Regions from separate parts of the Mus musculus genome. Here all the other regions are linked to region 1. A link is a contact called in public Micro-C data. All regions are on one chromosome and are shown on one strand. The core of a region is the stretch at or near the end of the contact, and the rest is flanking DNA. Distances in the headings are between cores, read along the strand shown.

What was found. Hi-C and Micro-C count contacts between places; a contact is called where the count stands out from the background.
Region 2: a Micro-C map of the HL-1 cell line shows a contact between it and region 1, with 6 times the contacts expected there. The contact joins two enhancer-like sites. A contact is called at or near these places in 17 of 484 Hi-C or Micro-C datasets (the AML12 cell line, the C2C12 cell line, the HL-1 cell line and 9 more) and 1 of 115 datasets of contacts at active chromatin or transcription factors (the NIH/3T3 cell line).
Region 3: a contact with region 1 is called in a Micro-C map of embryonic fibroblasts, with 3 times the contacts expected there. The contact joins two enhancer-like sites. A contact is called at or near these places in 10 of 484 Hi-C or Micro-C datasets (the Ba/F3 cell line, the G1E-ER4 cell line, the N1E-115 cell line and 6 more), 4 of 115 datasets of contacts at active chromatin or transcription factors (astrocytes, embryonic stem cells, extraembryonic endoderm stem cells and 1 more) and 3 of 9 other capture datasets (adipose tissue, embryonic stem cells and liver).

Annotation. Positions count from the first base shown.
Region 1 is chr13:34,406,347-34,410,696 of GRCm38.p6, reverse strand. No RefSeq gene overlaps it. Among named protein-coding and RNA genes, the nearest start is that of Slc22a23, 63 kb to the right of the region's middle. Within about 2 kb of position 1,861, at least 76 of the 459 cell types and tissues checked have an H3K27ac peak or open chromatin away from gene starts, as enhancers often do. A contact at or near this core is called in the HL-1 cell line, astrocytes, embryonic fibroblasts and 1 more, where this site is marked.
Region 2 is chr13:34,633,915-34,638,264 of GRCm38.p6, reverse strand. It overlaps Pxdc1 (PX domain containing 1), which reads left to right. Exons shown (of 5, transcript NM_025831.3): 3 at 1-100. Among named protein-coding and RNA genes, the nearest start is that of Pxdc1, 17 kb to the left of the region's middle. Within about 2 kb of position 2,499, at least 17 of the 459 cell types and tissues checked have an H3K27ac peak or open chromatin away from gene starts, as enhancers often do. A contact at or near this core is called in the HL-1 cell line, where this site is marked.
Region 3 is chr13:34,190,994-34,195,343 of GRCm38.p6, reverse strand. Slc22a23 (solute carrier family 22, member 23) reads left to right here. Exons shown (of 10, transcript NM_001382849.1): 7 at 1-92; 8 at 1,918-1,950; 9 at 3,065-3,188. Among named protein-coding and RNA genes, the nearest start is that of Gm52037, 4.7 kb to the left of the region's middle. Within about 2 kb of position 2,528, at least 83 of the 459 cell types and tissues checked have an H3K27ac peak or open chromatin away from gene starts, as enhancers often do. A contact at or near this core is called in astrocytes, embryonic fibroblasts and pancreatic cancer cells, where this site is marked.

The DNA of each region.
Region 1 (4,350 bases), core at 612-3,111:
CACGTTCTTACCCTCACCATCAGCCTTCATCTTCACTGTGGATCTGGTGGTAGGTCTCCTTTCATTTCCATCTCGCAGATGAGTAAACCATGGCCTGGAGGTTACGTGGCTTTAATTATAGCCACACAGCATGTAAATGGCAAAGAAGAAGTTCAAACCTGTCTCTGACTTCAGGATCTAAATTCTTTACTGGTACACTAAATAACAATTATGGTTGTTAATTTTATGTGTCATTTTGAATAGACCAACAGGAACTCAAATATGTTAACAAAGTATTCCCAATATTTCTGTGGAAATGTTTCCATAAAATACAAGCATTTGAATAGGCAGATTAAGTGGCTCCCGCCCACCCCCACCCCCACCCCCACCCCCAGCCATGTTGACTGGTAACATCCAACTGGCCTAGGAACCAAAGAAAATAAAAAGGCAGAGAGATAGAATTCTCTCTCTCTCTCTCTCTCTCCCCCTCCCTCTCTCTCTCTCTCTCTCTCTCCAGCAACTTGAGCGGAACATGGGTCTTCTTCTGCCCTTGGTTTTAGACTATAATTATCCACCAGCTTCCCTAGTTAGGCTTCCGATTAGGTGAATCTCACACTCTTTTCTAGGTCCCAGACAAAATGAAAAGAGGAAAAAAGAAAAGCCATCAGGACGCTGCTCCTCAATCTATGGGTTATGACCTCTTTGGGGGTCAAATGACCTTTTCACAGGGTTGCATATCATATATTTACATGACAATTGATAACAGTAACAAAGTGACAGTTATAAATAGCAACAAAAATAATTTCATGCTTGGGGTTCACTACAACATGGAGAACTGCATTAAAGGGTTACAGCATCAGGAAGGTTGAGAACCACTATGTTAGAGAGTTGGCATTCTCCTTTCTCTGACACGAACTAGCATCTCTTGCTATTGTCCCTTCCCCAACCCCCCACCCCTCCCTCATGGACTGTATTCCTTTGAACTATGAGCCAAAATAAATTCTTTATCCCTTAAACTGCTTTTGGTCAGGTGTTTGGTTACAGTTTTCTTCAACTCCCGAGATCTTCAGGGACTGGCTGAGGGCCCACTGTTTTCTGGCTTAACCTGGTCTTAATTGAACCTTTCTGTAATGACTCTTTCCAAACACATGTAAAAGAGGCTAAACCTTAAACATGTTGGAGCATGGGGACACAGTCAGCAGCCACAGTAATAATGTTACTCACTAAAACTGGGAGGAAAAAGAGGGGAAATGGAGGCAGCTTGAGAATGTCACCTTCCTTTGAAAGGAGACCTTGACAGGTTCTAAACTCAAGTCACACTGAGACGTGTGTGCATGCAGAAGTAAAATTCCAACCTACTAATGTTAGCTCAGAAAAATAGCTGAAGATAATGATATCTTCAGAGAAACAATCTTCTTTGAAACATTTACTTAAGGCTTAACAGCCTTAGGTTTTGTTCTTTTATAAAATAGATAAAACTTGGACGTAAGATTGTTTGTTCTTTCGAAGATTATGATTTCTTATGAGATTATTCAACTAAGCAATTATGATAGGAACTTCCTTCCTGCCAACCATCAAAATCAAGAGAAAGGAGAAATAATGAAGGGTAGGGATAAAGAAGGGAGAGGAATGAAGGGTAGTGGGGGTGAGGGAGACATAAATATATCACAGTCTTAGACTTATTCACAGTCACAGACATTAACAAGAGCTGCCAGTTCATAAATATTTGCTGAACTCAATCCTTGGTTGTTAACAATCTCATGCTGTATGAACGTGGACCTATCCAGACCTCTCTTTCTCTAGAATCCCATAGCAACTTGGATCTGTGATGCTCAGTATTCAAGGACTGCATGTCTCATTTCTCTTTGGAACCCAGCAGTCTAGCCCTGATTAATTCCAGACATAGCCGAGGAGGAGAGGCCAGCATTCTCCTTAGATGAGCTGACCCTGTCTCAGAACAACAAACAGAATCCTTTCCTTCTGTCTAGAAGGTACTTGGTGCTTCCAGCTTCTAAGTTATGCTCTTTTTGGCAAAATAATAATTCCCTCCTTGGACAGTGGGACCGGCTGGTATAAAATAAACCAAGGTGTTATCCATAGCTGTCTGGCTCAGGCACTTTCTCTGCAGGGGACACTGTGGCTGCTCATAAACACTGTCCAGCTCAGAAAGAAGCAAATGCCACAGCTGCTGACTGATGCTCACAGCCTGTCACCAGCTCCACACCTCCTCATCCTGCCTGTCCCTCCCATGCTGGCTCACCTCCAGCCTATTTCAAAAGCAATAACAGTGACTCAGGTTTCTATAAGGAACAAGAACTAGCTTCACTCTCATCAGCAGACTCCTGAGAAGGGATATAAAAGCCAGACACCTCATGCCTCTGCCTCTGCCTCTGCTCGGTATGTCTCTTCCCTCCACCAATCCCCTCACATTTGCACTGGAGCAATCAATATTCTCACTCAGTCGCAGATTGAGGACCTACCAGGCCCACTTACCAACCTCTGCTGACTCACTCATGGAGCCCAACATGAGCCCAGTGCTCCCCCTGGCTGGACCAGGAGCTTGGTGACTTTCGAGCTTAAGCTGGCTCAGTGCATTCCCCCCTTTTCCTTTTTCCCCAGAAGTCATTTAGGTTCTTACCCATGCCTTGTCACCCTAAGACCTGTAGACCTGTGTGGGAAGAAACATCAAGTACCATTGTTTTTTTTAAGTGTGAAACCAGTTCCTATTAAAAAAAATAGAAATAGAAATGGCCAGTAAATAACTGAAAAATGTTCAACCCCTTTAGCCATCAGGGAAACACAGACTGATACTATGTTGAGGTTACAACTCACTGTGACAGAAAGATAAATCATCAAGAAAGCAAACTGCAACAAATGGTGGTAAGGATATAGGGTTTGATGAACGCTATGCTCTGTAAATTAGGGCAGCCACTATAGAAATTAGTATGACTCTAACAAAAAAAAAAACCTAAAAGTAGAACTACCATGTGAACCCACTTTAGCAGTGGCTACCCACTGGCTATGTACCTAAGGGAATCTTGAGTTGGCGAACCATAAAGATCCATTCATGTTCATTGCAGCATCATGCACAAAAGCGAATTACAGAAGCAGCCTGGAGACCCACCCACAGGTGAATGGATAAAGAGCATTGGTATACGTACATGATAGCATTTTATTCAGTCATCCACAAAGAACACAGTGATGTCATCTGCAGGAAAGTGCATGGACCTGGAGATCATCATGTTAGGCAAAAGAAGGCAGATTCAGAAAGACAAGCATCACATGTTTTCTGTTACATGTAGAATCTAGACTTTTTTTAAGGCATAAAGGCCAAAAGAGGATGATTTAGCAGAGCAAGAGACCACAAGGCAAATAGAGAAATAGTAGGGTAATGAAAGGGTTAATAAGATCACAGTACATAAACTGCATCCATGAAAATGTTATCATGAAACCCATTATTTTATGCAATGACTATAAAGTGATTCAAGTCTAGAACTGATAAGCACAGTAGCTGGCCCCCTTGGGGCAGAATCTTCATGTCCAGGTGTGGTGGGTTACCTAATTCTGTAACCTAACTAAGAAAGGCAGCAGTGTGGAAAACTAAACACTCATTTAAGTTCTATTCAGTCTGATGAATGATAGAGGCTTGGAGCTGGCCAGATGCTATAGTTAGGCTCTACAATGGACACACACAACAATGTGTCAACTATTTAGTCCCAGCAATTCCCCCTGGGAGAGGAGTGAGACCTTTAAAAGTAGTGGCTAGTAGAAGTCCTTCAGGTTATTCAGGGTGTACTCTGAAAAGGCCTTCTGAGAACTCAGTATGGTTTCATCCAAGTTGGATATGATTATTGCAGTCTTGATTCAGAGCAGCTATGATCACCAGCATGAAACCCTCAAGAGACCTAGCCTATTAACATTTCCACAGTGGGCAGGAAGGCTTATTAGGCCTCTCCCTCTCCAAAGTTATGTGAATGGTTAAAAATTGCTGGAAGAGGAAGACACTATACAGTAGCTGCTGGTAGTTGTTCACTCTCTAGTAGATAACTCCAGTAAGTTTGTTGTTTCTGCATGATAGACTTGGGTAGAATAGTACTCTGGCCTGATGCTGTCCTCTCTATGTGGGGTGAATAGAAGTGGACACCCCATAAAATGTCATACAACAATCTTTTACTTCCCAGTTGTGAAATGAATGGTTTGTTCTGATTCATGTTTCTGCCAGGATCTGCAGCCTTATCATAGGTTCAAAGGCCCAATCATAAACCTTTAGAAATATGAGCCCTGAATAAGTCTTTCCTCTTTAGAAGTTCACTACCACAGGGATTTGTGCTAGTGATGGAAAACTGACTACCACACTGGATCTCAGAGAGC
Region 2 (4,350 bases), core at 1,250-3,749, 230 kb before region 1:
GTTCTCACCTTCTTTGAAAGATCGCCTTTGGATCAGGTGTTAAAAAATGATAATGTCCATAAGATCCAACCCAGCTTTCAAAGTCCTGTTAAAATATCAGGTAAGAGCCTCGATGAAGGTGTGGGAGGACTGTGGTGAAGGCGTGGGAGGATTGTGATGAAGGTGAGGGAGGACTGTGGTGAAGGCATGGGAGGACTGTGATGAAGGTGAGGGAGGACTGTGGTGAAGGCATGGGAGGACTGTGATGAAGGTGAGGGAGGACTGTGGTGAAGGCATGGGAGGACTGTGATGAAGGCGTGGGAGGACTGTGGTAAAGGTGTGGGAGGACTGTGGTGAAGGCGAGGGAGGACTGTGGTGAAGGCATGGGAGGACTGTGATGAAGGTGAGGGAGGACTGTGGTGAAGGCATGGGAGGACTGTGATGAAGGTGAGGGAGGACTGTGGTGAAGGCATGGGAGGACTGTGATGAAGGTGTGGGAGGACTGTGGTGAAGGCATGGGAGGACTGTGATGAAGGTGAGGGAGGACTGTGGTGAAGGCATGGGAGGATTGTGATGAAGGTGAGGGAGGACTGTGGTGAAGGCGTGGGAGGATTGTGCTTAGTGGCTGTGGTTTCAAGGCCCTTTCCAGTGTGTCTATGGGGTGGGTGGACTCAGCCTCTACCACTGACTGGGCTCTAGAAAGGTCACTTCCCTGGCTCAGAAAAATGATCGCTGAATCCTTACTAAGCAGCGTTAAGTACCTTCTACTTGGTGACTGCCAAGTGTGTTATTTTTACTTCCAAAGGAGTTAATTTGACATATTAGTTAGAATACTTAAGAAAGAATATAATGACGATGAAAATATTAGGGAGGCATTCTTTTAAACAATATTTATTATTTTAGTTTTGTGTCTGTATATGTGTTTTGTCTGCACGTCTGTAGCATGTATATTTACATGTGTGTGCCTGGTGTCCACAGAGGCTAAAGAAGGCACTGGAGCTCTCAGAACTGGAGTGGTAGACGGTTGTGAGCCACCAGGTGGGTGCTGGGAACTGAGTGTGGGTCTTCTGGAAGAACATCAAGTATTCTTAACTGCTGAGCGTATCTTCAGCCCCAGGAAAGCATTTCTGAGGTAATGACTGGAGTCAGTGGCCGACCTGCGGAAGTGAGGGAGCCCCTTTGAGGAGGTGTTGAATTTGGCTGTTGGCTTTAGGGAAGCTTTTAGCTTTGGTATTGTTGGCATTGACATTGTACTGAGCCTTCTAGCACTGAAAGTCAGCCACTGTAAGGGGAAGTCAACACCGTGAGGCCTACAGAGGAAGGAAGGGGCCCCATGGCCTGCTTGCTGTTTTCCTAAAAGCTGGCTATACTTGTCCAGATAATTGTTTTATTTTTTATTTTTTTATTTTTTCATTTCTTTGGGAGGCTAACCTTTAACTTACTATTTAGCGCAGGCTGGCCTTGAACTTACAACAGTCCTCCCTAACTATGTCAACCTCCTCAGTATTGGAATTATAGGCATACACCACTTGCGGGAGAACCCACGACCGTGAGTGCACAGGGTGGGTGGTCCATATGGGCTGTTCATTGTGTAGCAACTTCCTGGTTATCTTAGAGGAGAGCAGGCAGTTTAAGGGCCTAGGGGTCTTTTTTAAACTGGCATCTGAGCTCTAGAACCTTCTATTCAGCTGATTGCATGTAGTGAGGCAGTTTGTCTGGGTTGTCTGAACAATGGATGACTTTTGATCTTGTCATATCATATCCAGATCTTGGGGCTCCTCCACTGGACTCTGGTTATTGTTTGTGTTGTGACCCTCAAGGGTCACCAAGGCAAACCCTCCCTCCCACTTCATTCCCTCCAAGTCTTTCCATTTAAGAAACAGATGGCGATGGTGAAGACCTACACCGACCTTTCTCTTCTTCTCTTGGGGGATTTCTTCCTGCACTCTGGCATTTGGAGAGCCGGTGGGTGCCATGGAGTTGCCACAGATTCCCCTATCTGGGGATGCTGATTTATGGAGCCTGGGACTTGAGAGGCCTGTTTTTTCTCTTTGGATGTTGAGGCTGTAGGTGGTGAGGGCTCCACCAGATGGCAGCAGGCACTGGTTGTACTGAAGAAATCCTGTCAATATTCTAGTGCTTTGGCAAGGATAGCCACTCAGACTTAAGCATTCATTTCCTGTGTTGATCTAAATGTTTATCAAACCCAAGAGCACACGGATGCGGTGCAGCCATGACTACGTAGCACTAAGGAAACAGAGGTCTCAGGTCTCAGCTTCTCTGGGATATGCTAGTAGAACCCGTAGATTTCATCCACAGAAGTAAGTTGTTCCCATCAAGGTTTGATAGGGAATACTTTTTGTTGTTGTTCATTAATCCAGTATCCATTCGATCTTAGCCATAAGCTTTACTATATAGAGATAGACAGGTCATCTAGTTAACAAAAGGATATTGCTTAGGCTTTTGTTCTGTTGTTGGAGTAAACTGAAAATATAATGCTAGGGAGGACTTAGAAAGGAGGAAGGCGGTACTGTGAATGCTTCCGAGGCTGGTTAAAGACCTGCAGAAGAAAGGAATCAGGAAATTGATGACCTGAAGGGTTAATGACAGTTAGGAAAATCACCATTACAACACCATGTACACTAACTGGGAAATATTGCAAATTTTTTCCAGTGATGGAGATAAGCTAAGACCAATGGGGGAAGTTCAAGGAAAAACAGGGTTGTTTGCACAGTATTAAGACCTTGTTCTCTGAGATATTTGATAATGGCAAAGAGAAAGCAACCTACCCATCCCGGTTTAGCATCGCCAGTAGGCCTGTGCACACTGTTGCAACACACACATGCACACACGCATGCCCCATACTTCCACAGAGGGGCACTCAACATGCCTTGTGGGATTCTGCCCAGTGACATATCATCACCGAGTTTTAGCCACCTGGATATCCAGCTCCAAGGAAGAGTTGTGAAGTCGCTCACCTGAATTCCTCACAAGGCCTGCATGAGAAACACGGACAGACCAAAGCCATCAGAGTCAAGGAGATCCCGACAGCTCAGTGTAGCCAAGTTCTGGACTGCATCTGTAGCAGAAGAAAGTAGCAGTAGTGAGGCACTAGAGAAACCCCAATGAAGGGGCTTTACACTCAGTAGCATCATCCACTGGGTATTCCCTGAATGTGATGAGGGACCTTAACTGTACGAAGTATTGACAATAGGGGGGCTGCTATGGGTCATGTGGGAGTCCTGTCTGTGCCTTCATGGCTTACCTACAATTCTAAAATTAACTATAAATTAAGCATTACAGAATAGGAACATAGGAACATGAAAGCATCTTGCGGTCTAGAGAATGGCTCAGAGGCAGAACCATGCCTAGCAAGGCGAGACCTTGAGTTTGATCCTTGCACAGGGTGTGGGGTTAACCTGAAAATGAACTGTTTTCTAGAGTTAGGGATGTGGCCTAAAAAATTAAACCAGCTAGTGATTTTTTTTGCTGTGGGTTCTAAACTGACATGTGAGGAATTCGTATTTTAAGTTTGTTTGAAAATGGGCTGCAGGCACTGTAATATTTCTTTAATTATAACACTTTCTTCAGTTTCTTAATTATTATTCTTGTGTGACAACAGGTGGAAAATCATGAGCAAGTGTCATGGTAATAATGAGTATTATTTGAGACTTAAGTGTTTGTTAGAGTCTTCAGACAATCTTCCTGTTTAATGCAGCTGAGCCCTGTATAGAGGACAACCAAGCAGAACTAACCTGTTCTCCAGGCACAGGTAGCAGGAACAAGGTTGGAAACAGCTGTACTTGGGGTCAGTGTGCATACGTGCTAATGTCGTGGCTTACCAGCAGCACAGCAGTCTGCAGTCCCATAATATGAACATCAACAAGGCCTTACTGAGCTTGAAGGTACAAGTTCTTTGTCCACGTCACTTCCGTTGGTTACTCTCCTCATTACTGTCACTAAAGACACAGCTTAAAGGAGAAAGGGTTTATTTTGACTTCCAGTTTAGAAGGGATACAGCCCATCGTATAGAGGAAGGCATGGTTGTGGGGGTGTGAGACAGCTGGTCACATTGTAGCTGCAGTCAAGAGGCAGAGTAGACAGGAAGTTGGGCCAGGCTATGAAACTACAAACCCACCCCTAAGTGACTCACCCCAGTGAGGATCCCCTCCTAAAGGTACCCCAATCTTCCAAAGCAGCACGACTGGCTGGGGATTAAGTGTTCAAACACACAAACCTACAGGGGACATTTCACCCTCAAGTCACTGCACCACCCTCCAGTAGAGACTGATCCAAGAGTAACTTCCCATTCAGGAGGTTGTTGATCAGTGTGTAGATGGCGACTGGGGAGGGCAGTGCTGCAGGACTATT
Region 3 (4,350 bases), core at 1,279-3,778, 220 kb after region 1:
GGTAGTCAAGTTCCTCGGGCGCAGGGGAGGGCTGCTGCTCTTCATGATCCTCACTGCCCTGGCCTCACTTCTACAGCTCGGGCTTCTCAACTGTGAGTAGGCTGGAAAAGGGAGGCAAGGCAAGAATGCTAGGGAAGGGAGCTAGCATAATACCAGAGATCTTGGCAGGCATGGCAGCTTTCTGTTTGTGTAACAAAATACTTGAGACAATCAACTTAAAGAGAAGGAAGGTTTGTTTGGCTTACAGATTTGGACTTTTCAAGCAGTCCATGGTTTGTTGACCCATTGGAGCCTGTAGCAGGACAACACATGAAAGGAGTATATGGCAGAGAAATGCATTTGCTTTATGGCATGTAGAAATCAAAGAAAGGGATCTAGAGTCCCAATGTCCTCTTTGAGAGCTCACCTTCAAGTACATGACTCTGCGCCCATGACGCTCTACTTCCTAAAGGTCTGCTTCCCCATACTGCCCTGGGTGGAGACCAAGCCTTCAACATAATGGCCTTTGGGGGACTTTAAAGATCAAAACTATAATGGAAGGACTAGATGAGACTTGAGAGAAGTTTTCTATGTCCTGAGAGTGTCATTCTGAAATCGATAGCCACAAGAACTTGCTTCAGGAAGGATGGAATTTTAGTAGAACATACTGTCCTCTGACTCTGTGAACTGCTAGGCCTCCCCTCTTCCTCCCACCCACATAGGCCACAGGCCTATGGCCCCAAAGAAGAGCTCTCTGGAGGCACTGTAACTCCCAAGCCTCTGTGTGTGTCCCTGTAAACATGGCTTCACTATGGGCAGACCGTTTGTATGCTTTTCACATAAGGAGGACAGACATGTCCTTCTTCAACAATAGAGTGAAAGTCTGGGCATTCTTGTGTGGGACACAGTTTTTCTATTGATTTTCCCAAATTTATCATTTATCAAAGTATTCGGTAAATGTCACATATCACCTTAAAACAAATCTAGAGAGCCCACTTAGTCCTTCATTAACTGCTGTGCAATCCTCATAAATAACCACTCACCTAAGTACAAAAAATCCCACTGCCTCCTTCCCACCTGCCCAGAACACAGTGCAGACCACTGGCATCTTCTCATGCTAGACCCCTTCCCTGGGACAGGCTCAGAACACAGGGAAATGGGTGCCACTGAACACCCCTCTTTGGAGGAAAGCTTACCCCAGCTGCATAGTGAAACGTACCTATTGTCCCCTGCACCACAAGTCATGACAGCCTTGGTGCAGACTGGGTTACAGAAGAGCTGGTTTCAAAACAGGTGGTTTTCCTAATGTAATTGTGTTCTTATCTATCATGCTTGGGTGATAACAAAGATAGAAAACCAATAGCTGTTCTCTGTCGCCCTGGGTGGACACTGCCTAGCTGACCTTTCAGAAAGCCTCCGTCCAGCTTACTCAGTTGAGACAAATATGTCAGGGTCCCTCAGCACCCAGAGTATCCCACCTGCCCTCTTTGGTATTGAACAGGAATGCCACAGGGACTCCGGGCAAAAGGCAGGAGTTATGAAGAGTTGGGTTTGGAGAAGCATAAATGTGGCCTGATAGGCCTTCTCACTGTGAGCAATACCCCATGGCACAGACCAAGAGTACCACTTGAATAACTTTCTATGCAGAGAGGCTCTGTTCAGGTCCGCTTGGATCCTCTCTGCAGGATTGTGTTGTCTCCCAGACCCCGTGGCAAATAGGGCCTTAGCCCTCTCTTCAAACAAAAAGGTCTTTGTTTAGTCCAGTGTGAATTCCACTGCCCAGGCAGCCAGCACCAACTCAGACTTAAAAGGAAGTTCACATAGAAACAATTCATGTGGGAACACTCGGCAGCCACCCTATACCTCACAAGCCTTCTTCCTCTTTCCCACTCTCGTTACCCTGTGTATGTGGGTGCGTCCATCCCATCGCGGCTCCAGTGATCGGCAAATACAGCCAGCATCCAGACTCAGGTGAGTACTGAAGATTCTCCCTGGGCTTCCTTGGCTTCTATTACGTCCGCACAAGAGTTGCCACAAGGACTCACCAATCGGTTTCTGTTTCCTCTCTCCCTTCCATTCTTTGCCCTTCAAGAATTGCAGCTGAAGTTGGCCGTAGGTTGGACACTATAAGCATATATTTGTATTCTCTATCCCCATCTTGTGCTAGAGGAAGCCACTCTTGTCTCCCTGGTTGTGCGCAGCTTGGCTTGCATGCCCTCCCAGCCCCCGATCCAGCACCAGTGCTTTTGTCCTTGGTCAGCAGCTAGTCAGGATGAGAAGGTGGGAGGGTTGGGGCTTGGTCGTCCTTGCTGCAGGGAGAGCCATTATCTCCTCATGACTCATGCAAGCTTGCTGCTCTCCAATGGGGGAGGGGGGAGGGAGAACAGCAGAGGTGCTGCCCTATATCCCATGCTGCTATGAAACCTGCCTGCCCCCACCAAACCCATGCTACCAGTGCCCATGACAGCACTTGCCCTCCATGCAGCCCTGAGGGAAACTAAGCTGAGCTGAGAAGCACAGCCCCTACGCATGCCAACACTGTGTGCAGTACTGCCTCGTGCTAGCTAGGCTCCAGTGCCACCTGTAGGCATAGAGACTGCTGAATGCTTTCCCTCCCCTCGGGGCCCATGAATTATTCCATTTGGGTCATGTGTAGTTTTTCTATACTTAAATCAGCACTGACTCTGGGTTGGGTGGGTCCACCCTGAGATTGCAGCCTGGAATCCAGGGCAGATAGTGGGCACCTTAGCACTGTGGCAACAGGAGAACCTTAGCCTGCCTGGCATAGCTTCTGGCTGAGTAATTCTACTGGCCACTGTGAGCTCAGCATGCTTAGTGTCCAAGGCACTAACAGACACCAAGAGAACGCTTTAAAGGACTCCAGGCTCCTCGGCCTAGAGGACTGCTCACCCAAAGGCCACTGCATGCCCAACTGTATCACAAACTAGTCATTGGGGAGGAGCGAGCTCCTGGGATATCCCTGGCTTCCCTTCCCCCATTCTCGTCTCAGCTCACCCCTTGCCTGGCTTCTGTTCTTTTCCTTTTTCTCCTACCTCATGGTCGCCTTCTTTGGATTCTCCTTCAGGGATGAGTGACAGCGTCAAGGACAAGTTCTCCATTGCGTTTTCCATCGTGGGAATGTTTGCATCCCATGCGGTGGGGAGCCTCAGTGTCTTCTTCTGTGCAGAGATCACTCCCACAGTGATAAGGTGGGTGCCGGGATAACGTGGGACCTTTTCTCAGATCTCTAGATTGGTCCTTGTCTACAGAGGCCTGTGTGTAAGGACTGTCCTCAGTTCTGCCCCACCTTGGCTGCAGGACCAGGGTGTGGTGTGGCATGCAGGGCATGATGGCTGCCTGACTCACAGTCTGATGATCAGTTCCACCCTGACTCCCAAGGCCAGGTAGGAACATAACCCTAGGTCCCATCAAGACAGTTACCAGAGACATGGAAACAGGAGCTGCTTAAGGTACAAGAAACGTGGCAAGGGATAGAAAGGGGGAAAGATAAGAAAATCACCCTTGCTCCAGTCCACTGAGAGACTTGGGAAGAAAGGATTTTTTTTAAAAAAAGGTATACATGCCCCCAATAATCCTAGATTCTCAGGAGGCTGAGGCAGGAGGGTGGAGACTTCTCAGCCTACACAGGGAGACCCCATTTCAACAAAAGTTGAGGGCAGCAGATATAGTTCAGTTGTTTGTCTGGCATGCAGAAAGCCCTGGGTTCGATCCCTAGCACTCCATAAACTGGGTGTGGTGGTACATGCACCTGGGAGACAGAAGCAGAGGTTCAGGGCCATCCTAGCTATACAAAAAATAAAAAATAAGAAAGATACAAGGTTACATAGAACCTTTTTGGTTTTTCCTCCTGGCCTAAGAAGCTAATCACTAATCCAAAATTGTATCAACGATTCAGTTAATTAAAAAAGGTAAGTGAGACAGCACAACCCCAGACTGGGTAGAAGTGTGCCTTTCCCTAAGCTCAAAGGGCTTAAGTGTTTGTAAAATATGATTATTATCCCTGCGTGGTGGCCCATGAAGCACAGCATTTAATCCCACTGTGATTGTATCATGGTAAAGTTATAATATTTGAAAGAGCATCACTTAACTGCGTCCCCTCTACCACGTCCCTCTTCCTAACACAGGTTGGATGCTCCTACACTAAAAATCTGACATCTAAAATACTCCTAATCCCCAACATGGTTTGCTTGTTTTGACATGGCTGCAAAAAATTTTACACCCTGAAATTCTGTTTCATGGGCAAAATTGTTTTAAATATTGTGTAGAAATGACCTTCAAGTTCCACAAGCCGTATCTAAGATGTAAACAAGTCTGTATTTAGACTTAGATCTCCTCCCTCTCCAAGATATT